Regions from separate parts of the Mus musculus genome. Here regions 2, 3 and 4 are each linked to region 1. A link is a contact called in public promoter capture Hi-C data. All regions are on one chromosome and are shown on one strand. The core of a region is the stretch at or near the end of the contact, and the rest is flanking DNA. Distances in the headings are between cores, read along the strand shown.

Region 1 (5,747 bases), core at 1,084-3,583:
TTCATAGAAGGTGACAATGGAAATGGCATTGAGATGCCAGTGGGGACATTAGTAACTTACAAAACTGGAGGTTATTAGTAACTTCTCTTTAGAACTAAGTTACATAGGAAAAGCTGACACACCACAGCAGCGGGTAGCCCTCTGTTTGGTGCATGTGAGTTGACAGTCCCGTGGAGGACACAGGGTAGTCACTGGTCTGGAAACAAGATCTGACATCCCTGGAGGACTCTCTATCATTTTGATATGCAGAATTTGAGCATAATAAAATTGCAAATGAGAAATCATCCTGCAAAAACTAACAAGCTTTAAATGTCAGTAAGCATGAAATGCCTTGAAAAGTGAGATCAGTGGTTCCTCTCGGCTACGAGCACCGTCTTCGTGATTTTACTACACCAAGCACATGTCTTTAGGGATGCAGCATTTTCGCAGTAACTGCTCAATCCACCCAGCTGTGACCCTGTATCCAGAGCTTCCTGAAGGACAACTTGAGGAAAGGATGGCTTCTCCATCCTGCCCTGGCCTATGCTACTGGGGAGACAAATAAAAAAACAGGAAAAAGGAGACCCCAGCATTGGCTCCTCTCCCTTACAAAACCACAGAATAAACAGAGTGGATGTAATTATCTGGGCAGGGGCAGAAAATAAATCCTAATATTGCAAACAAACAAAACACATCTATAAATCATCTTTAACAGAGTGACACAATTTTTTGGTTAGATTTACCATGGAGCAATTTCTAAACCCAATGCCTGCCTGCTTACCTTAATATGACTTGGATAACCACATATTCTATGTGAGGCACCATTAACAATTAGGGGACTCAATAAACCATAATGAGGTATTTCCATCTTGGACCAAATTTCCCAGAGCAGTACTCATTTAGGGAATTGCCAATATGAGGGGCTTTTTCGTGGAGAAGATACAGGGACAGACAGAGGAAAAAAAACCCGAAAGCAGTGAGACCAAGAACCAAGGACAGAGACAGACAGAGACTTGAGAGACTTAGGGAGAGATGGAGACGACCAGAAACAGAAATAGAGGGCTCTGGCAAAGAGCAAGCAGTGGGGGAAGAAAAGCCACCGGGGTGTCAGAACTCACCAAGCATCTTCACTGTCTGTTTGTGGTTCTGGTCCCTGAGCGAGGAGCCCACCGCCGCGTCGCCGCGCCTCCGCCACAGCTTCCTCCCGATGAGACTGTAGAGCACAGTGAGGCAGAAGACCGGCAGGAAGAAGAAGACGCTCGACACCCATACCATCACGGTGAGCAGCCCAGAGCGCACAGCGAACTCGGTGGCGCGGCACTCGTTGGTGTCCCGGGGATCTGTGCCGTTCTCGTGCTCCACGCCCACCAGCACGAAGATGGGCCCCGCGCTGCAGAAGGCCACGGCCCAAATGACAAGGATGACCAGCTTCACACGGCCCTTGGTGACCACCACCTTGGCCCGCAGCGGGAAGCAGATGGCGAAGTAGCGCTCGACGCTCAGCGCGGTGATGGTGAGGACCGTGGCGTAGGTGCAGCTCTCGCTGACAAACTGGAAGAGTTTGCAGAGCAGGTCGCCGAAGTTCCAGGGCCGATACTGCCAGAGGCGGACGAGGTCCAGCGGCATGCACAGGAAGATGAGCAGATCGGAGAAGGCCATGCTGGATAGGTAGAGGTTGGTGGTGGTGCGCAGCTCGCGGAAGCGGGACACCACCAGCATGGTGAGCAGGTTGCCCGAGATGCCCACCACGAAGAGCGCCACGCAGGTGGCAGTGACGCCCGCCAGCAGCGGCGCGGGGAACAGTGGCAGCAGTTCGTCAGAGAGTGAGTCGTTGCCGGGAGAAGCGTCCCAGTCCAGGTCCAGCGTGACGTTAGGCTCCGGCTCCTCGCTGGGCGTCGCGTTCCACATGTTGCCAGGCTTGGGGTCGCAGCCGCGCGGAAATCTGGTCCCCTGAGGAGGTCCTCCTAGGCGCGGAAGAGTGGGGGCCGGGCGGGGGGCGGCGTGGGGGGAGGAATGGGCGCGAGCAGCAGGAAGGATGCTTGGGGAAGAGAGAAGTGAGAAGAAGCCTAGGAGAAGGTGGAATGGGGGTGCGAACATTAGCGATGAAAGGAAGAGAGTGACCCACTGCACGTCTCTCCCTATTTCCTTCCGTTCCTCCTCTCCCCTCCCTCCCACATCTCTCTTTTCTTCCCCCTTCCCACTATCTTCCCCACACAGTCCCGGTCTCCCAATACAGCCTCGACTGTACACGCACTCACTTACCTGTCACTCTATCGGCGGCGCCACCAGCAGTGCCTGGCACTGGAGATCTCGCCCCAGCAGCCTGTCGTGCTCCCCACAGCGTCCGAGTGCGTGGGCTCTGCGGAAGGCAGGCGCTGCAAAGCGAGTGTGTGAGGGCTCCTCTCTCCACTCTTGGGCGCTAGGGTGGCCGGGAAGGATAGGTCATTTGGGTAAAGTAATGAAGGGTGGAGACCGTAGTGAAAGATGCCTTCAGCAGCGGGATCAAAGCTCTTCCTTCACAGAGAGACGGGAGAAAAAGCGAGTGTTCCCCTCGGTGGAGAAAGAAAGGCAGAGGGGAAAACGGAAGCTTCTATTTGTATTCAAATCAGAGGAGACAGTGCGCACCTGGGAAGAGCTTCTGGCAATCTTAGAACACACCCCAGTGGGTGTTCGCCCGGATTTTAAACCCAGAATCTGCTCTGAGATCACAGATCAAAACCAGAGCTGGTTCATTCTCCAAGTGTGCGAAAGCCCTGTTCTAAATCCCAGCCCTAGGACTTGGTGTGGTTAAGGGGTATGCTGGATGAGCATGAAAGTCACCTTTACAAACTGAAGTAAACTAGCGCAGGGACAAGAACGCTGCAGAGACCCACACAGGGGGAAATGTGTGGCAAGTGCAGGAGCAGAAGCAGCCTGTGCTGCCAGGCTGGCGCACGTCGAGGGTGAGCAGTAAACTTCTTAAAAGCTTGGTTTGGAGAGATCAGCTACTTAGAAGCTGCGATCCCCCCCCCCCCCCCCGGCCAAGAGCTCCAACCTTCGGAGCTTTAGTTTGCTGTTGTTTCTTTGTAAAATGCTAGACAGCGTAAGGATCATTGGGGATGGAAGCCAAACATCTGAGATGCCTGAGCCATTTGACAAATTAATAAGGGCTAGCGTTTCTTCCTGGTTGCTAGTGAGAAAGGGGATTTTCATTCGATGGGAATGAATTTCAGGGCATCTCGGTACTAACAAGGGTCTTCCGAGAACGACCTGCGCATCTGCTGTTCAGATCTGGGAATCCACACCTGAAAAATTGAGAAGACCCTTTGAGAGCTCAGAGCCTCTTCATGGTTCCTGCTCATTAACAGGAACTGTTCAGCACCTCGGCCAGCGCCCGAGCCCCTCACATGTGCACGTGTTCTGATCTGCCTCCTCAAGCCTGAAGCTTTTCCCAACAGTCTTGTGCTTCAGTGCTGAAGGAGGGAGACCACCCACCAAAATGCAGATCAATCATTAACAGTTTCTTGCATACCGGAGTGCAATACCACATGCCTTTGCTAGATGGCTTATTGCCTTCTCTATCACCTAAATTGTTAGCTCACAAGTCAGACAGGAACTCAGTGTATGCACATGTACATGAGACTCACAATGAAAAAAATCAAAATATTGTGTGAAGGAAGTTTGACTCACAGTTTGCCTGTGACTTCACCACACCATGGCTTAGTTACACTGATGCATTACAGACTTTGTTCCAAATTGACTTTGAATTTATCTAAAATATCGTCAAACCCAGAGCCATCAAGATAGCTCAGCAAGTAAAAGAGCTAACCTCCAAACCTGATGACCAGAGCTCCAGCCTCAGAGCCCACCTGTGCATATGAGTGACCTCCACATGGCACATAATAGATAGATAGAGAGAGAGAGAGAGAGAGAGATGTAAAAATAGGTAAAATATAAATAAATCTGTATTGTGTTATCAAGAAGCAGTAGAGGGTTTTATAGAAATTGATCCAGTTCTTCATGATCTATAAGCTACATAAAACTGTCTCTAAATACATACCAAACACTGCTAGTAACAAAGGAGATTCAACCCAGACAGCTTTTGCCCGCATAAGCCTCTCATCTAGAAACGAAGGCACAGTTAGGTAAGCCATCTTAGCACAGCCCTGGCAGGTACATTTAAGAGGCATTTACAAGAAGCCTATAATAAGGAGAAATGTGTTACACCATACTTGAGAAAAGATTTCTCAGGGGATGGGGCATCTGAACTGGGTCTGGAAAAGGCTGATTTTTTTCTTTTCTTTCTTTCTTTTTTTTTTTTTAATAAAAGCAAAGCTTGTTCAGCTGTTCAGAAAAAGGGCACAAAGCACACTGGACATAAAATGGAGGGAATCTTTTGGGGCAAATTGAGTCATTTCCATTGTCCCTGGGGTTTTATAGATTACCACTTTCTGCTGAGATGCCTGTAAATACATGTGTACCTATGTGTGCATTTCATATTCTAGTCAGGAATGCACAATCCTAAATGTAATCACAAGGAATCAAACTCCAAATAAATAATTGATTTAACGATTCCTTAAAGCCTGAGATATAGGACAAAGTAAAGCTAGAGCCCAGCGTTTTGTAATCAAGTATGAGAGGTGGTGGGGGCCCTTGGTGTGCGTGTGAATCAGAAAATGCTCAGGGTCCAAAGAGCCCAGATGACCAAACGCTGCTCCTTGTCTGCCACAGAGTCAAAGCTATCACAACGGACACACTTAGGTATGTATGAGTAGCAGGATGAATAGAATTATTAGATTGACATCAAGTTAGGCTAATGAATCTGGGGCTGGAGAAATGGCAGGGGTGGGGAATAAGAGCCATTGCTCAGAATTTATGCAGACCTGAGTTTAAACCCATCAAAGTAAGAAGCTAGGCACCACCACACATGCCTGTAGCTGACTCCAGAATTTATTAATATCATCATTATTATTATTATTTGGTGGTGGTGGTGGTGAAGGAACAGGCATATCTCAAGATCTCACTAACCAGCATAAAAGGCAAGCTTGCAGTTCAGTAAGAGTCCTTGTCTTGAGGCAATAGGCACATTCTTTAGCACATAGGGGCAGATGCACCAATTTGCACATTCATGTGTATATACCACACACACATACAATACACACACACACACACACACACGAGAGAGAGAGAGAGAGAGAGAGAGAGACAGAGAGAGACAGAGAGAGACAGAGACAAAGAGACAGAGAGAGACAGAGACACAGAGAGAGGTTAATATGGAAGAGTATAGAATTAATTTTACTTGTATTTTCCTACAGTTTTTCTGAAAGTTTGAATCATATTCAAATAAAAGGTTTGGAAGCCATGTTTGTGTAGATGCTCCCAATTCAATTTGCAATTATACATCTTGCAGGCAGGACAAATTGTACATCAAAGGTTTTGTGGCTGGGTTGGTGTATTGGCTAGTTTTGTGTCAACTTGACACAGCTGGAGTTATCACAGAGAAAGGAGCTTCAGTTGAGGAAATTCTTCCATGAGATCCAACTGTAAGGCATTTTCTCAATTAGTGATCAAGGGGGAAAGGCCCCTTGTGGGTGGGACCATCTCTGGGCTGGTAGTCTTGGTTCTATAAGAGAGCAGGCTGAGCAAGCCAGGGGAAGCCAGCCAGTAAAGAACGTCCCTCCATGGCCTCTGCATCAGCTCCTGCTTTCTGACCTGCTTGAGTTCCAGTCCTGACTTCCTTGGTGATGAACATCAATTTGGAAGTGTAAGCTGAATAAACCCTTTCCTCC
Region 2 (5,747 bases), core at 2,230-4,729, 890 kb before region 1:
CAAATGATGTGTCTTAGAGAGCAGACTGAGGAGTCCGGAACCATATTCTTTCCTCTGGCTACTTTTATTTCCCCCTTGGCTGTGTGACCTTGGACAGCAAAGTTTACCTCTCTGGGTTTCAGCTTCCAGAGTGTCACACTACAGGAATGGGCCAGTGTTCTAAGATTCTTTTCCAGCTCTCATCTATAAAACCATCCCCTACCTAACATTCAAGACTTAGTTGAGCTTCATGAATCCTGCCATGAGGACTCATGGAATTCTGATTATTTCCTAATCATAAACCCCACTTCATTTTAGTCAAAAACAAAAACAAAAACAAAAACAAAACCACCACTACCACCACCACCACAACAACAAAATCCCACCCATATTTTGCATGGCTTAAATGACAGGGCTGGTACTGGTTGCTCTGGTTTGAATTATGCATTGTTCCAATTGGGGAGAATTTCAGACTAGGCCCAGTCTGGGATCACTGACTGAGAACAATAAGCCCCCAAAATCAGAAGGAGAAAGGCCTCTCTAGACAGGATCTGCTTTTAAACCACCAAGCCCAGGGCTTACAAAGAGCATTGATTGTATACATTAAAGAGCCACAGGGATGTCGAGGGGCTGACAGGGCTGCACCACTGACCTTGCCTGCAATTCAGGGTCAGGGTTTCCTCAGAAGGACTTCTCTGCAAGCTTAGGAACCAACCTCTCCAAATCTGGGAAGGCAGCCACCATCTACGCTTCCATTTGTGGGCATCACCTACTGGCCCTCGGAGACAAACGGACCTGCACACCTAGCCTACCACAAGACTGCCTGACGCTCCCAGGCCTGCTGAGTACAACTGTCTGCCCATCTGCATGTAAGTCTTCCAGCCAATAGCTCCCCCAGACACTGGGAGTAGCTGTTATCCTAGCTCTTTGCACACACCAGTGCAGGCAGAGAATTCATTGGGCTTCTTGGGTGACAAAGAGCAATCTCAGTAAATCATACAAAGATATCTGTTCCACATACACATAGCAGAGCCCGGGAGTTTCCTCAAGTATGCATCAAGGTGCTCTGTGCTTGGTATCTCAGAAAACCTTGCCCACAGGAGCTAGTCCCCTCCTCCCAGCCCCCCAACTTAAAAATCATATCAGGGAGAAGGATGCTAAGATTCCTGCTCAGCTATATCACAAGGCTGCCTCATTGTTCAGGCCTCCACCTCTTAGCCACTCCTCCTTCTCCAAGTCTGGTCCACCTGATTAACTCACACCATAGCAACTCCCAGACAGAAGTAGAGCACACACCATGGGTGAAGAGGAAGCCGCGCTTGTTTAAAGCACCCACTCTGCTCCCAACCCCCACACTTAGCTACTCACTGGTTCTGAATGTGGCCTTTGGGCACCAGAAAAACAGACAGCTTACTGTAATCATGCATGAATGAGCTTCTGCTGCCCCACTAGCACAACAGGCCGTTTCATAGGGCAGTCAGTCCTCAACCTTCGAGTTGTCTCTCTGAATTGTCACCTCTCTCTCTCTACCAAAAGATATGGGAAGGGGCAAGGATTCAAGGAGAGGGAAGAAAAGAGACTCGTGGAGCCTGAAGAAAAAGTATCACCTCCATCAGACAGGTATCTAGCCCCTTAAAATATTTGTAGAGAAATGTAAGGGCAGGAAGGCTTTAGTAGACACAGGTAAACGGCCTCAAGATTCTAGCATCAATCTAACAATGTGTTCCGGAGAACCACTGAACTTCCACCCCTACTGGCGGTGGGTGACATGAGATGAGACACCATCTCTTAGGTCTCACCTACCCTCCAGGCATCAAGCATATGCATTTGCTGTTTATTTTATTTTTAGTTCGGGAGAGGAAGAAACTAGTGGAACTGAGATTGGTGTCCAATCTTTCTCAGATGCCTGCTGCTGCCAAGGCCACCACCCCTCCTCACCCCCTTCCTGGCAGGCAGCATCTAATTAAAATGGCAAGAGCGCTCGGCCCCCTTCCCCGAAGGAGTGTGCTGGGATTAGAGGTGGGGGTGGGGAAGCGTCGAGGCTGCAATGGGATTCCTGGCAGTCTGATTTTCAAACAACAGCAAAATGGATTCTAGATCACTAAAGTCTTATTCAATACAATGGAACGACGTCTGAGGTGTTTCATTAGGTAAAGGCAAAGCGGCCGGGCTCGGGGAAGGGAATATGTTTTACAAAGGACTGTTCACAGACCTGGGACACACACACACACACACACACACACACACACACACACACACACACACACACACACAGGCACACAGGCACACAGGCACACACGCACACACAATCTCTCCAGGGAGTTCCGGTGTGGTGAGGAGAAGCGGTTAAGCTTCTCTTTCACCTGCTGAAGTTCAGCCATAAAACTGAAAGGTCACAGTCACCGAGGGAAGGAATAGGCAGGGCTGAGTTCAAACCACAGATAAAGGTGAGTGCACACTGGCATATAGGGAAGAGCTGAGCCGGAGCCCCAGCACCGGAGACAGAAGCCGGGAAGGGAGTCAGTTAGCACCTACAAGACCAGCCCAGAGCAGCAATTACTGCTCCATTGGAGCAGCAGGGTCCGCTGGTAGAGACAGCTAGCTCACGATGGCATCTTGCAGGTAGCTGGCAAACGTGAAGGGCCAGTGCCTTTCTTCTCCAAGAGAATCTTTTGCAGCAAGGAGCAGTCGGGTCTCGCGCCTTGGCACGAGACGGTTGCCCGGGTACACACACACACACACACACACACACACACACACACACACACACACACACCAGCCTTTCATGTAATGCTCTTACACCGATCGAAGATGAAACTGACAAGCTCTACCAGCTTCCTTGCGGAACCTCGGGAACAGCCTAGGAGCACAAGGGGAGCCCAGCCCCTGCTGTAGGGGTAGGGGCTCAGCCTAGAACCCCTCGGCTGCCCCGGAATTAGAACAGAAAGGCAGGGAACGTTCCCTCTTTCAGCCCTAGACCATTGGAAAAAAAGGAAAAAACACGTTCTGCTCACCCTCAGGGCGGAGAGATCGATTTCATCCAGGCTGCGAGCTGGGGAGTCGCTCGCCATGTCGACTCTTCGCGGGAGAAATGGACCAAAACCACCCCGAAGCGTCTTCCTTGGCAATTCCACCCCGGTCTATTTCGCTCGCGTCCTCATGCGGCTGTCCGCCAGAGAGGCCCGGGGCCCAGCCTCCCCCGCCCACCCGGGCCCCAGCAAGAGTCCGATCCCGATCTTCCGAGAGCGTCGATCCGCGGGATCCCGGAGCCCGACCTGCGCGGATCTCCAAGCCCGGAGCCGCGGTGCGTGTGGGCTGCGCGCCCTGATCGGCTAAGGGCGCTGGGGCTGCGTGGGTGTATTTAAATGGGACATGCTTCTTTGCTTGTGCGTGGATGGCGGCTGCATTGGCTGTTATAATGAGACATATCAACTCCTCCACTCAGCTGGGAGGTGGGGGTGGAGAACCACACAGAACTGTCTATCACCGCTTCCTGGGAGGAGTGGGGGGGGGGGGAGAGGCGTGGTCTCCGACTGGGGAGAGGCCGCGCTTCCTGACCGGGTCCCTCCGCCACTAGCCAGGGTGGGGGAGGGGTACGCACCCTTTCCGCCCCAGCTTTTGAGGGTTAATAGTGCTGAATCTAAACAGCCGTTTTTGAGCCTCTCTGTGCAGGAGCCTGAATGCTGAATATATATTTTTAATGTGTCCAATTTGTGCAGTGCACCAAAATGGCTCTTCGATCGTATCTTGGGGTTTCTTGACTGCGTTCAGATACTCTAATGGTGAAAAGGGTGGTGGGGAGAGGCAGCGGGAAAAGGCAGCAGCGTCCTCCCTCCCCCATTAATTATTTGTGGGGCTGGAGTAAAGGCGGGCCGGTGCAACCGGTGCATATAAGGACTTGTGCGCAGGGAAGGGGATCCGCCTCCCCGCGCAGAGCGAGTTGGGGAGAAGCTCACACGCGCCGAGCCGGCAGCCTGGCTTTGGTGCTGAGCAGTGGCCACAGGGTCACGGTCATTCGCGGCCACTGGGTTGCAGGAAGGCAGGCCCGAATCGTCTGTGGTTCTCTAGGCTGAGTAGGTTTGCTAGAAGCTGGAAATCCGAGAGATGTGAGCTCTGTCTGGATATCGCCACACCCAAGACCTGCGCGTGCCGCAATTCCCCACGGAAATGACCGAATTGAAAAGAGAAGCTTGCTCCCTGGGTGCAGTAGCTCGAAGGATTCAGGTGACTCCAAGGCCGACATTAATTGGGCAACATAGTACCTAACCCAGTGTTTCCTCCTTTGTAGCTTTTCCGCGGTGACCTACCTGGATTCATGGAGAAAGTTTGGCTCTAGGATAGTGAGCCCTGACCCGCGAGCTATTTGACTTCGCTCGCTTTTTCACTCAAGAGCTGGGTGTTTGCAGTGGTAACCCGTCATTCTTTATCAAAAGTGTAAAGTCACTTCCCCAACCCTCTCGCATCCTTGCCTGTCTCCTAGTTTGGCCACGCAAAATACGTCGGAAGAAAACATTTATAGTGAACTCTTCCCACTGGCTTCAACTCATCAATAGTTCTGAGTGTTCCTCTAGCATCTACTGAGATAAAAAGCTAAACATACTGGGGGGGGTTGATTTTTATTTGACTTTTTGTTTTGTTTTCTTTTGGGGGGAGTAGAGGTTCTTTTTGATTTATCTTATTGGTTGTTTGATTTGGTATGGTTATGAGACAGATCTTAAGTACTTAAAGGAAGTCTTCCCTTCACTGTGCAGCTGGGGATGGCCTTGAACTCCTCATTGTCCTGCAAATGACCCCCCCCCCCCCGCCCACCCAAGTACTCAGATTACACATGGACACCAACACTTGGGCTGTTGCCACTTCTTTTTAAAGTCATGAAGAATAAACTAATTATGAGCTTCAGAACAAGTTGAAAGAATGAATGAACGGACCAACACTAATGAAATTAGTGTTAGCTGGACTGTTTAGTCTTGGACTCATTGGGGTGGGTCATGTGCTCTCTAAACCATACCATGAAACTAGAATGCTGTTCCGAACCCACAAGCCTCCACGAAGGGACCAAGTAGAAGCCATCTTTTCCCTCCACCACACTTTTCCTTGTGTGTCATCATCATCTTCTCCTTCTCCTTCTTCTTCCCTTCTTCTTCTTCTTCTTCTTCTTCTTCTTCTTCTTCTTCTTCTTCTTCTTCTTCTTCTTCTTCTTCTTCTTCTTCTTCTTCTTCTTCCTCTCCTCCTCCTCCTCCTCCACCTCCTCCTCCTCCTCCTCCTTCTTATCTCACCCTTTCTCTAGACAACAGGTTAACATGTCTCAAGATGAAGCAAAATAATTTCAGATTAGGGTATTGAGATTCATACGCAGGGCTCCTTTAAAAGCTTCAGACTTGAAAATAGGAGATAAACATGCTCACAGAAAAGTACTACAGACTTAGGTGAAACCACAAAAAGGTCTTTTCCCCTAACTCTAATAGCACAAGACTCTACTTTGGGGTTTACAATAGGTTCAGACTAGTCCACTGCTGCTGAGGAAGCCCCACCTCAGACAGAAAGGATGGATATAGCTTCAAAGAGGGTTCAACACAGTGCACCCTGGGGAGGGAGGGAGGAGTGGGTAGAAAGCAGTGGCAGGCAAGGGTGGGAAATCTTAGGACCAGGAGAGGGCAGAGGGCAGATCAGGCAGAGTTCTGCATGCCCTATTCAGGAACATCAAACTCTCTTCTTTAGGCCAAGTACATTTCAGATTTCAGCTGTTCCAGCAGAAGTCTGATTTCTTT
Region 3 (5,747 bases), core at 981-3,480, 570 kb before region 1:
TTGGGAGGTAGAAGCAAAGGCAGAAAGATGGATAATTCATAGGAATCGCCACCAGCAGAGTGAGTTCCATCCAGGGTCATACAAGAGACTATATAAAATTTCTTTAAAGCTCTGTGAAAAGAATCCAACCTTACTCAGTGAGAAAACTGAAGCTTGCAATGCAGTCTTTATTAATAAGTGTTACTAAACCTTGTAAGGAAGTCGAGAAGTCCTTTGGGAATGGACTGGGGGGAGATGGTAGCACACTGGCAGAGCTGTGCGATCAAACATCTATTTTTAAATTGTAAAGATGGCAAAGTTACGTGTCTATTTTGATAAAATAAAAATAAAACTTAAAATTAAAAAAAAATGAAAAAGGGTAGAAATGGGACTGAAGCGATGGCCCAGCCATTAGGAGCACATCCTGCCTTTCCTTAGCATCTGAGTCCTGTTCACAGCGCCCAGTTTGAGCAACAGCCTCTTCTGGCCTTCTTAGGCACCATATGCACATAACCCACACCCAGGCCAGCATATTCACATCATTAAAAATAAAATAAATCCTTAAAACATGTTGAAATTAGAGGTAGGTGAATTGTCAGTGTAATGCTTTTCTCATACAGAGTTGCATAAGAGCATTCATACTACATACTAAGACCATACACAAATGCATTCTCGGTAAAGGTCTGATGAGCAGGCTGTCCATTAACTAGGCAGTACTCATCTAGTTATCAGTAAATCAATCAACCTAAATGAGCCTGTAGAGAACTTAACACCAGTGTGTGTAAAACGCTGATGCCAGAAACAACACAGCAAGGACACCATCTCCTCAAAACCTTCTCCACTCGCACTATTTATTTGAAAAGCTAATTGTACTGGCTCATAAAAATTCAGATACCCGCTTACATAACCATTTAAAAGGTCCCCACACACCATTTAAAGGCTGCTTACAAATTCAAGCTAAACAGTTGAGTACAAACTCACTCGTGGGCCACAAAGCACGTACTATGGAAAGAGATTCTTGCATAAGTAGGCATAACAGACTAGTTCAAACTAGGCTCTCTGCACCCGTCAGGCTTCCTTGACAGCACCTCTGACAGGTCAGGACTTCTGAATATCTCTCTGAATTTCCTGGGTAGCTAGTCTCCAGAGGCCCTGGGAAGGTCATAAGGAGTTGGCTAAGCTGAAATTGGTGGGCCTGGCTGTCTAAGAGCGCTCTTCGTCCTGTGGAAAGATCTAGAAATGGTCGAATGCAGAAGCTCCTGTGGTCCTTAAGATTATGTTTTGAGCTTCATGAAAGAAGGCCGCTGGCAGTGATCTGAGATTGGGAGGCGGGGGTGAGGAAGGCAAACGTAGGCGTGGCAGGTAGCCCTAGGGTATGGGGGAAAGGGCTGGCCAAATTCTAAGTCTTGACCTGTACTTAAGAGATGGAAGCAGGAGGGCCAGGAATGTCATCCTTGGCTACATAGCCTTTGAGTGCAGCCTGAGCTACAGAAGACTGTTTCAAACAAACCGTCCCATGGCTTAGAGACCTCCTAAGGTCCCTCCCTGACCCGGAACAGTCAGTCCCAAACATCTTGGGTCGGAGCTAAAATAGCAACTGCCTAACACAGGCCTTTCTTTTAATTGCTACCCCTGTCCCTCCTCCACTTCAGCACAGCACATCTTTGGCCCCGAGGCAGCAGCTGTGTGGCTCGGCGCCCGGCACTGTGCTTCAGCTGGACTCTAAGCCACTGGAATGCAGCACTTCCTGGTTGGTCCGGGATGTTGGTGCTGTCGCCATCCCGGTCAGCCCACAGTGCTAAGGAGCTCAGGGAGCGCGGGACGATCTAGCGGGAGCGAACAAATCTACTGAGCCCGGGACCCGAGGAGGTGGGGTGGGGTGCATCCTACAGAGGACGCCCCGGATCTGCAGGGACTTGAGAGTGGAGTGGGGCTAGGACATCAGCAGCTGACCCGGCTCTGCTCTCAGGGTAGCGGTCCTCGCCTGCGGTCAGTGTGCGCGCGGCTCTTGCCAGCGCAGACACTACAGGAATTAAGACTATGGGAGGGACTCCAGGGTTCCCAAGGGAACTTCAGGGACAGGGCTGGTGAGAGGGGCAAGAGAGGCGGGATGAAGCACGAGGACCGCGAACGTCCTGCGGGCTCAGAAGTCCCGCAAGCCTGGCCCCGGCAGCTCCTACCTGCGGGCCTGGGGCGCGGGCACACACTCTGCGGCGGCGGCGACTTCGGGGGTCCCCGCGCAGCTGGCGCAGCTGGGGCCGCGGAAGAAGGGCGGGCGCTGGGACTCGCCGCCCGGAACTCGGCCGGTCTGCAGGGTGGGGCGGGGCGGCGCCGGCCAGCCTCGGTGACAGCCTCTGCCGCCGGCCTTCCTCCATGCCTCGGTTCTAACACTTTCTTCTGTCCAAGTGTCCTAACTCAGCCACAGTTATCCGCGGGGCGCAGGGGCGCACGCAGGCGTTGTTCTTACCAAGTTCACTTCCCTGGTCTCTGAGCCCAATCCTTGTCCAAGACTGGCCCGCAAGTTACAAGCCAACAGCGAGCCAACTGGTGAAATATTCCTGCCCTGAAGTGACTTGCTTAATTAGGGGCTTTGTAGAGGTCAACTGTGGCCTTCCTGCAAATCCCACGGGTAGGTCTTGGTAGGTGTTATTGCCTGTTTATAAGGAAACTGAGGCTGGCAAGTAAAGAACCAGCCTGACCCTAAGCTTGCTGGAGCCAGCAATCTCTTCAGTCCCCAAAACTGCCCGTGCTTGTCCCCCCAGACCCCCCTTCTCTCTCTCTCTCTCTCTCTCTCTCTCTCTCTCTCTCTCTCTCTCTCTCTGTGTGTGTGTGTGTGTGTGTGTGTGTGTGTGTGTGTTGTGGCGAGTGTTCGGTTGGTTAGTTTGAAGTTAGGTCTCTGCTGTATACCTGGTTGGCCATGAAGAACAGGTAGAACTCAAACTACATGATCCTCCTGTCTCAGTCACACATCGCCCTCACACTTCTCACTCCCACTTGCCATCAGTACTGGGTCTAATTCAGAAATGTTAGAGAGAAAAGTAAAAATAAAATGGGAGGAGAACGAGAAAGTCCCATTACCCCGATGGAACTGTCCGCACAGTAACTTTGCCGTTTTAATACACTTAAGAGAGTCGTCATCAAGGGAAATCCAGTGGCTGGGTGGTGTGAATAGCAATCCTTTGGGAATATAATTTTGAACACAAGTCAGTTCCAAAACTGGTTGCACAACACTGCTTCCAGCCAAAACCCAAAGATGCAACAGTTAGTTTCCTGTACATCAAATTGCTGATGCTGTTGGTCTTTTGAAATTGTTTATTGAGTATTATACAGTGAGACAGACCCAGTTACATAATGTCTTACCATGCCCATGGCACTGCATGAAATGAAAAATATAATATTTCTGTCCAGACAGAGGAGGAGTGAAATTATAGCGCGGGGCTCAGTTTTCAAGTAACCTGGAGCTGCCCAGCCCTCCCTGACTGCATTCTTCTCTTTTGAGCACATCTTTCCTAATGATTGCAGAGTCGGGCAGCCGTCACTCTTTCCTTGTTGACAGAAATAATTGATGCCTTTTGAATCCTATGATTCTGACAGATTTTTGCAATTATATGCACAGCCTTCTGAGCAAACAGGGTCTTGCCTAAGAGGGGTTTGGCAAGACTATATAACAAGGAAGTAACTGAAAAGCTGCATATGTCTCCTTCCTCCCTTCCTCCAGTTTATTAATTTCAGATGATTTGATAAGTGTGTGCCTAGGAGTAACCGCACTCTTACAAGCTTGTCTTTAGATGGTGTGAGACATTTGGTTGAGAAGCACCAGGCTGTACAAATTACATCCTGATTTCTTAAAAGTCGTCATTGAAACTTTTGGCATCAACACATAACAATAGGTCTTTCTGTTACTATTGTAATTATAAATAAGACAACTATCATACAATGACTGGAATTCTGCCCCAAAAGGTAGGAAAGTGAAAAGATTACCACAGGTCACCACCCCACAGGGAAGTGAAGCCCTAGCGAACACGCATCTTAGACATACTAGAATCCTGTAGATCATTGTTACACTCCTTGGAGAGTTTGTGATAGCTATTTCTTTTCAGGGGTGTCAAGAAAAACAAACGACCAAGAAGAGGGTTTCCTCCTGTTTGAGCCAGCCTGACCTACAGAGGTAGACACTGGAGTTGGGGCGGGTCAGACTAAGAAACCCTGTCTCGATCTCAAGTCGTGTGGTGTTTAATCTTCATTATCAGCCAGATTAGGCCACTGTGACTGGCTGCCCCAGTCTTATGCCACAGGTCTTTCCTGCCAGGATGGACTGTACACCTCACACTGTGGCCCAAAAGAACCCTTCCTCTCTATAGCTGCTCCTCAGCTAGTGATAGCGATGAGAAAAATAGCTAATATAGAAATACATCTCAAATGTGCAGTTTGATCACACAAGATTTTTTTTCTAAACATGTTCAATACTTCATCTTCTCTTCTGAATATAGGTTTACTTTATAATGTTTGCACCTTTATTTTTGCAAAAATACAAAGTTTTATAGTCCCTTAGAGGAACAATTTTAATGAAAAAATACTTTTTTTTAATGTACAAAACTGAGCATTTTACCTCAACTCATAGCATGGAAGAAAAGCTAAATTGTTTGTTAATATAAAGTTGGGTGGGTGACTTACTTACAGTGTACTGGGGACAACACTGCATAAAATAGATGCAGATGGAGAACGGGAAGCATAGGGTCTATCTCAGGCAATGAGCCCAGTCTTAGCAGAGGTTTATTGCTGTGAAGAGACACCATGACCGTAGCGGCTTCTATGAAGAAAAACATTAAATTGGGGCTGCCTGACTGTTTAGAGGTTTAGTGCGCTATCCTCACATAGGAAGCATGGCAGCCTGCAGGCAGAGCTGATGCTAGCGAAGGAGCTGAGAGTTTCATGTCCAGATCCAAAGTCAGCAGGGAGAGAGAAAGAGCTTCTGGAACCTCAATGCCCAGCTCCCAGTGACACACTTCCTCTAATAAGGCTACAAGTCCCAATCCCTTAAACCGTGCCACACCCTATGAGTCTGTGGGGGACCATTCAAATTCAAATCACTCAAGCTCAAAGAATGGAGGCCCACCAATTGCCTGCCCCACAGCTCCCATTCTGTTTGGAATTGGCATTGCCTCTGAATTATAAACAGAGGAGTGTGATATGCAGAGACTCAAATTCTGGGTTCAAATTCTGTTAACAAGTTCAGAGCCAGAAATGGTGATCCTCACGTTTGATCTCAGGACTTGGGAGGCAGAGGCAGGAGTGTCTCTTTCGTTCAAGATCAGCCTGGTTGACATAGTGAGTTCCAGGACAGCAAGGCCTGCACAGAAAGACTCGTCTCAAATAAATAAAAGGAAGGAGGAGGAGGAGGAGGAGGAGGAGGAGGAGGAGGAGGAGGAGGAGGAGGAAGAGGAGGATGAGGACCTTTTTCTACAGCCATAGTCATGGCAAACTTCGCTTTGGCAGCATTTCTTTTTTTTTTTTTTAATTAGGTATTGTCCTCATTTACATTTCCAATGCTATCCCAAAAGCCCCCCAAACCCCCCCCTACTCCCCTACCCACCCACTCCCACTTCTTGGCCCTGTCGTTCCCCTGTAATGGGGCATATAAAGTTCGCACGACCAATGGGCCTCTCTTTCCACTGATGGCCAACTAGGCCATCTTTTGATACATATGCAGCTAGAGTCAAGAGCTCCGGGGTTCTGGGTAGTTCATATTGTTGTTCCACCTATAGGGT
Region 4 (5,747 bases), core at 1,410-3,909, 530 kb before region 1:
CCTGAAGGAAGCAAACAGGCTTTAGCAGGCTGCTAAAGGAGACAGGGGAACATGTCCCCTGCACCGTCAGCCCATCAATATCATCAAATATTCTGAGCCAGCACTCTAGCAGGCCAGCCATTCACTTGAGCCTTTCAATTTATGCAGTTTGTAACTCTACCTAGCTGGGCTTGCAGGCACAGGCCTGCGATCCTGGCTACGCAGGAGGAGCTCCCCCATGGAGGTAGCCGCTGGTGCTTAGGGACAGTGCCATGGCTGAAAGAAGCTGGGGACGGGCACACATCCATTTCTGTTCTCACTGAAAAATGTCCTTGCTTCAACACAGTTAACAAGAAGCCAGCATCTCTGGAATCTGGTCGGAGATGTCTCTGGATCTACCTCACTCTCATTAGGTCATATTTAGCCATGCCACCCCTTAATCACTAATAAAGTTATGGTGACATCTGTGTTAATCCATAATGTTACAGGCACGTAACGTCTCCCCAAATTAAAACAAAACATTCTTTCTTTGTTTTCCTTTCCACTGTGTGCTGCTGAAGACTGGGGATTTCAACAGTCTTTGTTTTCCAAACGTGCTACCAGAAGAGAGTGAGCTGACCCACAGTGTGCTAACACACCACAGAGCTGCAACCTTGAGATAAGGAGTAAAGGAAAAAGTCAAAATACCACAGCTGAAGTTGAGTACTACAGACAAATCCGTCTTTCCTCCAGACCCTTCCCCCGGGCATGAGGGAACACACTGGCCTGGGCATTCGCTCTGATGAACTTGAACTCACATATATCCACCCCCCCCCCCCCCGTGCGGCCCAAATGCAGACTGGACAGGCTATCGGCTTCGTGAATTGACCCACTGAGTATTTACTAGTGTGTATCTGCTTGGTCCGAATGCCATCTGAAGTTGTCAGAGAGGCCATAGATATTTACAAGGTATGGAAGACTCACAAGTTCTGTGCCTTCCAGAAACTTCTCTAGTTTATATGAAAAGAAAATAATCTGAGAATCTAGCCCACAGAATTGAGAGGAAACACAGAAGAGTGGCCGTGTCAGACAACCAGAGCGGCTTTCCCCGGATTCTGAGTATCTGGGCAGAGACTGCATTGAAATCTGGGTCAACTTGAGTGGGATAGCTACCATAGATCAAAAGACAGAACGGGGAAAGAGATGCAGAGAACTGGTGGGAAGGGGAGGGCCCTCGGGGAATCTGTATCAAACTGATCAAGGAGTCAAGCCTAGAGTTCTGAGGTGATAGACAAAAGAACTAATACTGTCTGAGCCAGCCGCAAGAACTCTGAGGTGAGGTGATTTCAGGACATTTTCTCAGTACGGAGCTTGCTCCACGCTAAGCATCTACACACAGGAGTTCAGCTGATGCCCTCACCCAAGCGCCTGGTGAGAGAAACATTCCTCTTACCTGTTTCTCTTACGAAGAAACAGACCCAGAAAACACAAGTAGCTCGCTCTTCCTCTAGGACAAACACCTAGAAGGGGTGAAGCCAGAGTCAGATTCCTGCTCTGCCTGCCTTAAAACCCATGTTCGGGCCTGGCGACAAAGCCCTTGCCTCTATCCCCGATCACCTAAGTTCTATCCCTGGGCCCAACATAGAGGAAAAAAGAGAACTGATTCCTTCCTGCAAGTTGCCATGCTATGGCATGAACATTCCACTTCAATGCCATACAGACACACACACACACACACACACGCACGCACTCTCTCTCTCTCTCTCTCTCTCTCTCTCTCTCTCAATGTAATTATTTTAAAAATGTACTTAGTGTGTCTGGTTATTTTGCCTGCATGTATGAGTGTGCACCTCATGGACTCTGATGCCCAAGGATGCCAGAAGAGGTGTCTGACTCCCTGGGCCTGTAGTACAACTACAGCTGTGAGCCCTCAATTGGATGCTGGGAATCTAACCCAGGTCCCCTGGAAGAGCAGCAGTCAGTGCTCTTAGCCAGTAAGACATCTCTCCAGCCCCAATAAATTTAGTTTAGTTTTTTGTTTTTTTTAATTAAGAGTAGCTGAGCTTGATGGCTATATTCTTAGCCCTTGGGAGATGGAGGAGGCAGGAAGATCACTGTAAACCAAGGCCAACCTGCTCTCCGTAGCAAGGTCGCAGACCTTCTCTAAAAGAATAATCATAAACAGTTGTGTGGAATTAAACTTTGAAAGGAAAGACTCCTTTGCTTTCAACCATTTACGTTAAATATAATGATCAGTGGACCGTGATCTGCATGTGTGATTCTTGCTTTGTTTTGTGGGAACTTTTGCTGGGAATGCGGCTCTATTGTGCTCAGAGGATGTTGGCTTTCTGCTGTAACCACCAGGCAGGTTGAGTTCAGAAACAATTAGCTCAGTCAGTGAGCCTTTGAGTCTGATTAAGCCAGGAAGTGGTTACTCCCTGAGACAGGGCAAATGAAGGAATCAAGGCGGCCACTCCAGAATGAGAAATCTCCCGCCCTCCCTTCTCTCTGAAGAAGTCGGTGTTAGAGTCTAACCCACAGTCAGAGTTCACTCCTTCCACTTACCTTGGTGGAACAGAGTAAATATTGTCTGCGGGATCTTGTTTCCCATGTTCACTGTCATCCCAGCTACAGTCTCTAAGAAACTTGTGTTTATAGAGGCCTGGCCTGGCCTTGTGTTTTGGTAACAAGTATCTCAGAGCAAAGAGTCAAGCCGCAGAGGAAGATGAAGGGCCTCTACCAGGCTGCTGGCAGGACCCTGGTTACTCTGGGGGGCCTCAGCATCTTCTCAGGAGCCATTGCCTTCTTCCCTGTCTTTTCCTGCAAGCTTTGGTACACAGGATGGAGCGTTTGGATTGCCTGTCCCATCTGGAACGGGGCTTTGGTAGGATCTATTTCATTAAACAGGCTGGCATAAATGCAAGTGAAAAGAAAAGGGAAATAAAATAATATACCAGTTAAGAGTTTTCCAGTAATTCAAAGAAGTCTATATTCTGCCGAAAATCATAGTCCTGAACTTAGAGCAGGAATTTCTGTTAGTTGCATTTTAAGTATATATGTTTTCTTAATATTGTTTCATTTGTATTTGTATGTCATGTATATAACGATGAAATGTTTGGGAAATTCTCATGGGGTACAGTGGCAAAGACCTGTAACCCCAGCACCTGGAACACTGAGGCTAGATTGAGAACTGGAGGCCAGCCTGGGCTACACAGTGGGGCTTTGATTATTATGTAGCTGTGAGCTGGAGCCTCACCTGGGTTACACAGGGAGGGTTTGATTGTTATGTAACTGTGAGTTGGATTCCAGCCTGGGCTACACAGGGAGGCTTTGATTACTTTGTAGCTGAGAGCTGGAGTCCAGCCTGGACTACACAGGGAGGGTTTGATTATTATGTAGCTGTGAGCTGGAGTCCAGCCTGGACTACACAGGGAGGGTTTGGTTATTATGTAGCTATGAGCTGGAGCCCAGCCTGGGTTACACAGTGATGCATTGATTTTTATGTAGCTGTCCATCCCTTACAAGCTAGCATCCTCACAGTGGACTTAGTTTTGACTAAGATTTTATATGTGTGTGTGTGTGTGTGTATATATATATATATATATATATATATATATATATTATGTTAGATGTAGGCTGAATGTATATGTTAGGCATAGGCCAAGAGTAATTAACTGAGTGTGTATCCTGCCACTACTGAGTGGCTACCTGAGCTGGACAGAGGCAGTCTGGGGCAGGCTCAGAGTTAGAACTATAGGCAGAGGGAAGTAGTTCTGACATTGATGCTCTTACTATGTGGAGTGAGGCAGGAGCCTCAGCCAGCTAGTTCTTTCTTGCTTTTTCCTGTGCTCTGGGGACAACTGCCCAACACTAAGATACTTGGTGAGGATGAAGGCATTGACTGATGGCAAGAGCTTTGTGCTCGATTGCTAGCAAACACCAAGCCTTTAGCCTGTGCTCTGTGCAAACTCTCTGCCGTGAACCACTTGCTATGAGCCCTGCTCAGTTCCCCTGATACCCACAGTGCTGCCTCTTGGGACTCATTGCCAGCCAGCTTGCCCTTATGTCTGTGCCTTCACATTCACGGCTGCCATTCAGAATGCCAAGGCATGTTCCTCCCTAGGCCTTTGCTCTGGGGGCTCTGTCTAAACTCTTCCTGTGTTTGGCTGACTCCCAAACCTCTTTTTATTTTTTTTTTTTTAAAGGCAGGATCTTAGGTACCTCAGGCTGTTCTAAGACTCTCTATGAGCTTCTGATCTTTCAACTCCCAACTTCCCAGTGCTGGGATCGGGAGCAAACAACACTCTCAGTCTTTGTGGTGCTGGAGGTCCAGCCAAGGGCTTCACGCTGTGAGTGGACTGAGCTACACACCCGACTCCTCTCATCAACTCTCAACTAAATGTCACTTTCTCACCCATGCCTTCCCTCTTGACCCTCTTCAAAATTGCAACCCCTTGGAGGCCAGCAAGATGAGCCAGCAGGTAAGGGTGCTTGTCCCAAGCCTGAAGATCGGAGCCCAATGCCTGGAACCCACCTGGTGGACGGTGAGAACCATTCCCCATTGGAGATCCCTGACCTCCACACCTGAGCTGTGGTATCCACAGCCCACTCCCCAGCCCCACACAAATAAATAAAGTAAATGTGAAAACAAGCAAAACTCTTTAAAATTGTAACCCCTGCCCCCATCTGCCGTTCCCAATCCTATAGCCCCACTCACATCTACATTACTATATAATTTAACCATTTAATATGCATTATACAAGGACAGGGGTTCAGTTTCTCCTTTCTTTTCTACTCTATCCCCAGAGCATGCAACAAAGAGAGCTGCCTGCTGGATTTTGACAAAGTAGCATTTGATGAATATTGTTGACTAGAGTAGATGACTCCTGGGCCCTGAATTCTGGTGACGGAGAGTGTGTTGTAGAGTTCAAATCTGATAAGGTTACAAGGAGTACAGGTGAGGCTGCCATCTATGGGGGAGAAATCTTCCCCAAAAGGAAAGCAGCAGACTGTTCAGTTCTTTTATGTTTAAATTTAGAATAATACCTTTTTTCCTCTTGAGTTTCTTACTAAGCCAGGTTTGTCTGATGAAGGTCAGCTCCAAAAGGCCTCTGCCTCAGTCCGCACCACCCCTACCAACCACGTCCTTGCTTGCTGCTGAGGTGCATCTTCCTCTAGTGAAAAGGTGGCTGGTATAGTTCAGTCCGATTCCAGTTTCCTTCACAAACAACTCCGGGTTTCTTATGAGACTTATAAGAGAAGTTTTCTTACAGATGATACAATCCCTTGTATTTGTTCAAAGGTTTTTATTCAAGACTTACTAAGTCAGGTCTAAGGTTTGGTCCACAGACTCTCCTAATTCTGTTCTGAAACCCATATGGCTCACAATTTTTCTAGGATGTCTGAGCAAGGTTATTTATTTAAAGGCATCAGCTGCTAGAAAGCATGAAGCCAGCAGGCCATAGTAGCTTAAGAGCCCTATTAATCCAAGGCCTGTGGAGCCATCTCAGATGAAGACACTGCGTCCCATGAGTTTGATCACAGGACTCAGACCTAGAGAGTCCAGGGTCTTGGCCAGAAACAAGCCACAACCCGGCTCCCGGTAATACGCAGTAATGCAGTATCAGGATTCCATTTGAGCCCTGCATGTCAGGCTTCTCAACTGCTATAGAAATGGCTTAGCAGTCTAGGGACTTCCATGCACCAGACAGCATCAAAGAAAAACCAATGTTTGTCAGTGAATACAATACTGGAAGCAGATCTTATTTGGTCTATTGCAGAATGGAGAG

What was found. Promoter capture Hi-C pulls out the DNA fragments that hold promoters and counts their contacts.
Region 2: a contact with region 1 is called in a promoter capture Hi-C map of embryonic stem cells. The contact joins the promoter of Tnik here to the promoter of Ghsr in region 1. A contact is called at or near these places in 6 of 39 promoter capture datasets (3T3-L1-derived adipocytes, the SN4741 cell line, embryonic stem cells and 3 more) and 2 of 484 Hi-C or Micro-C datasets (both in embryonic stem cells).
Region 3: a contact with region 1 is called in a promoter capture Hi-C map of embryonic stem cells, with 2.9 times the contacts expected there. The contact joins the promoter of Pld1 here to the promoter of Ghsr in region 1. A contact is called at or near these places in 7 of 39 promoter capture datasets (the C10 cell line, embryonic stem cells, hematopoietic stem and progenitor cells and 2 more), 1 of 484 Hi-C or Micro-C datasets (embryonic stem cells), 2 of 115 datasets of contacts at active chromatin or transcription factors (both in embryonic stem cells) and 3 of 9 other capture datasets (embryonic stem cells, liver and macrophages).
Region 4: a promoter capture Hi-C map of stem cell-derived epiblast-like cells shows a contact between it and region 1, with 8 times the contacts expected there. The contact joins the promoter of Tmem212 here to the promoter of Ghsr in region 1. A contact is called at or near these places in 8 of 39 promoter capture datasets (cranial neural crest, embryonic stem cells, hippocampal neurons and 4 more), 1 of 484 Hi-C or Micro-C datasets (bone marrow-derived macrophages), 1 of 115 datasets of contacts at active chromatin or transcription factors (embryonic stem cells) and 2 of 9 other capture datasets (embryonic stem cells and macrophages).

The regions. Positions count from the first base shown.
Region 1 is chr3:27,367,937-27,373,683 of GRCm38.p6, reverse strand. It overlaps Ghsr (growth hormone secretagogue receptor), which reads right to left and starts at 2,333. Exons shown (of 3, transcript NM_177330.4): 1 at 2,242-2,333; 2 at 1,098-2,045. The coding sequence starts at 1,887.
Region 2 is chr3:28,260,946-28,266,692 of GRCm38.p6, reverse strand. Tnik (TRAF2 and NCK interacting kinase) reads right to left here and starts at 3,479. Exons shown (of 33, transcript NM_026910.1): 1 at 2,994-3,479. The coding sequence starts at 3,050.
Region 3 is chr3:27,935,163-27,940,909 of GRCm38.p6, reverse strand. It overlaps Pld1 (phospholipase D1), which reads right to left and starts at 2,230. Exons shown (of 27, transcript NM_001164056.1): 1 at 2,160-2,230.
Region 4 is chr3:27,893,280-27,899,026 of GRCm38.p6, reverse strand. It overlaps Tmem212 (transmembrane protein 212), which reads left to right and starts at 2,659. Exons shown (of 4, transcript NM_001164437.1): 1 at 2,659-2,842. The coding sequence starts at 2,684. It overlaps Gm42195 (a long non-coding RNA gene), which reads left to right. Exons shown (of 2, transcript XR_880708.2): 2 at 540-2,224.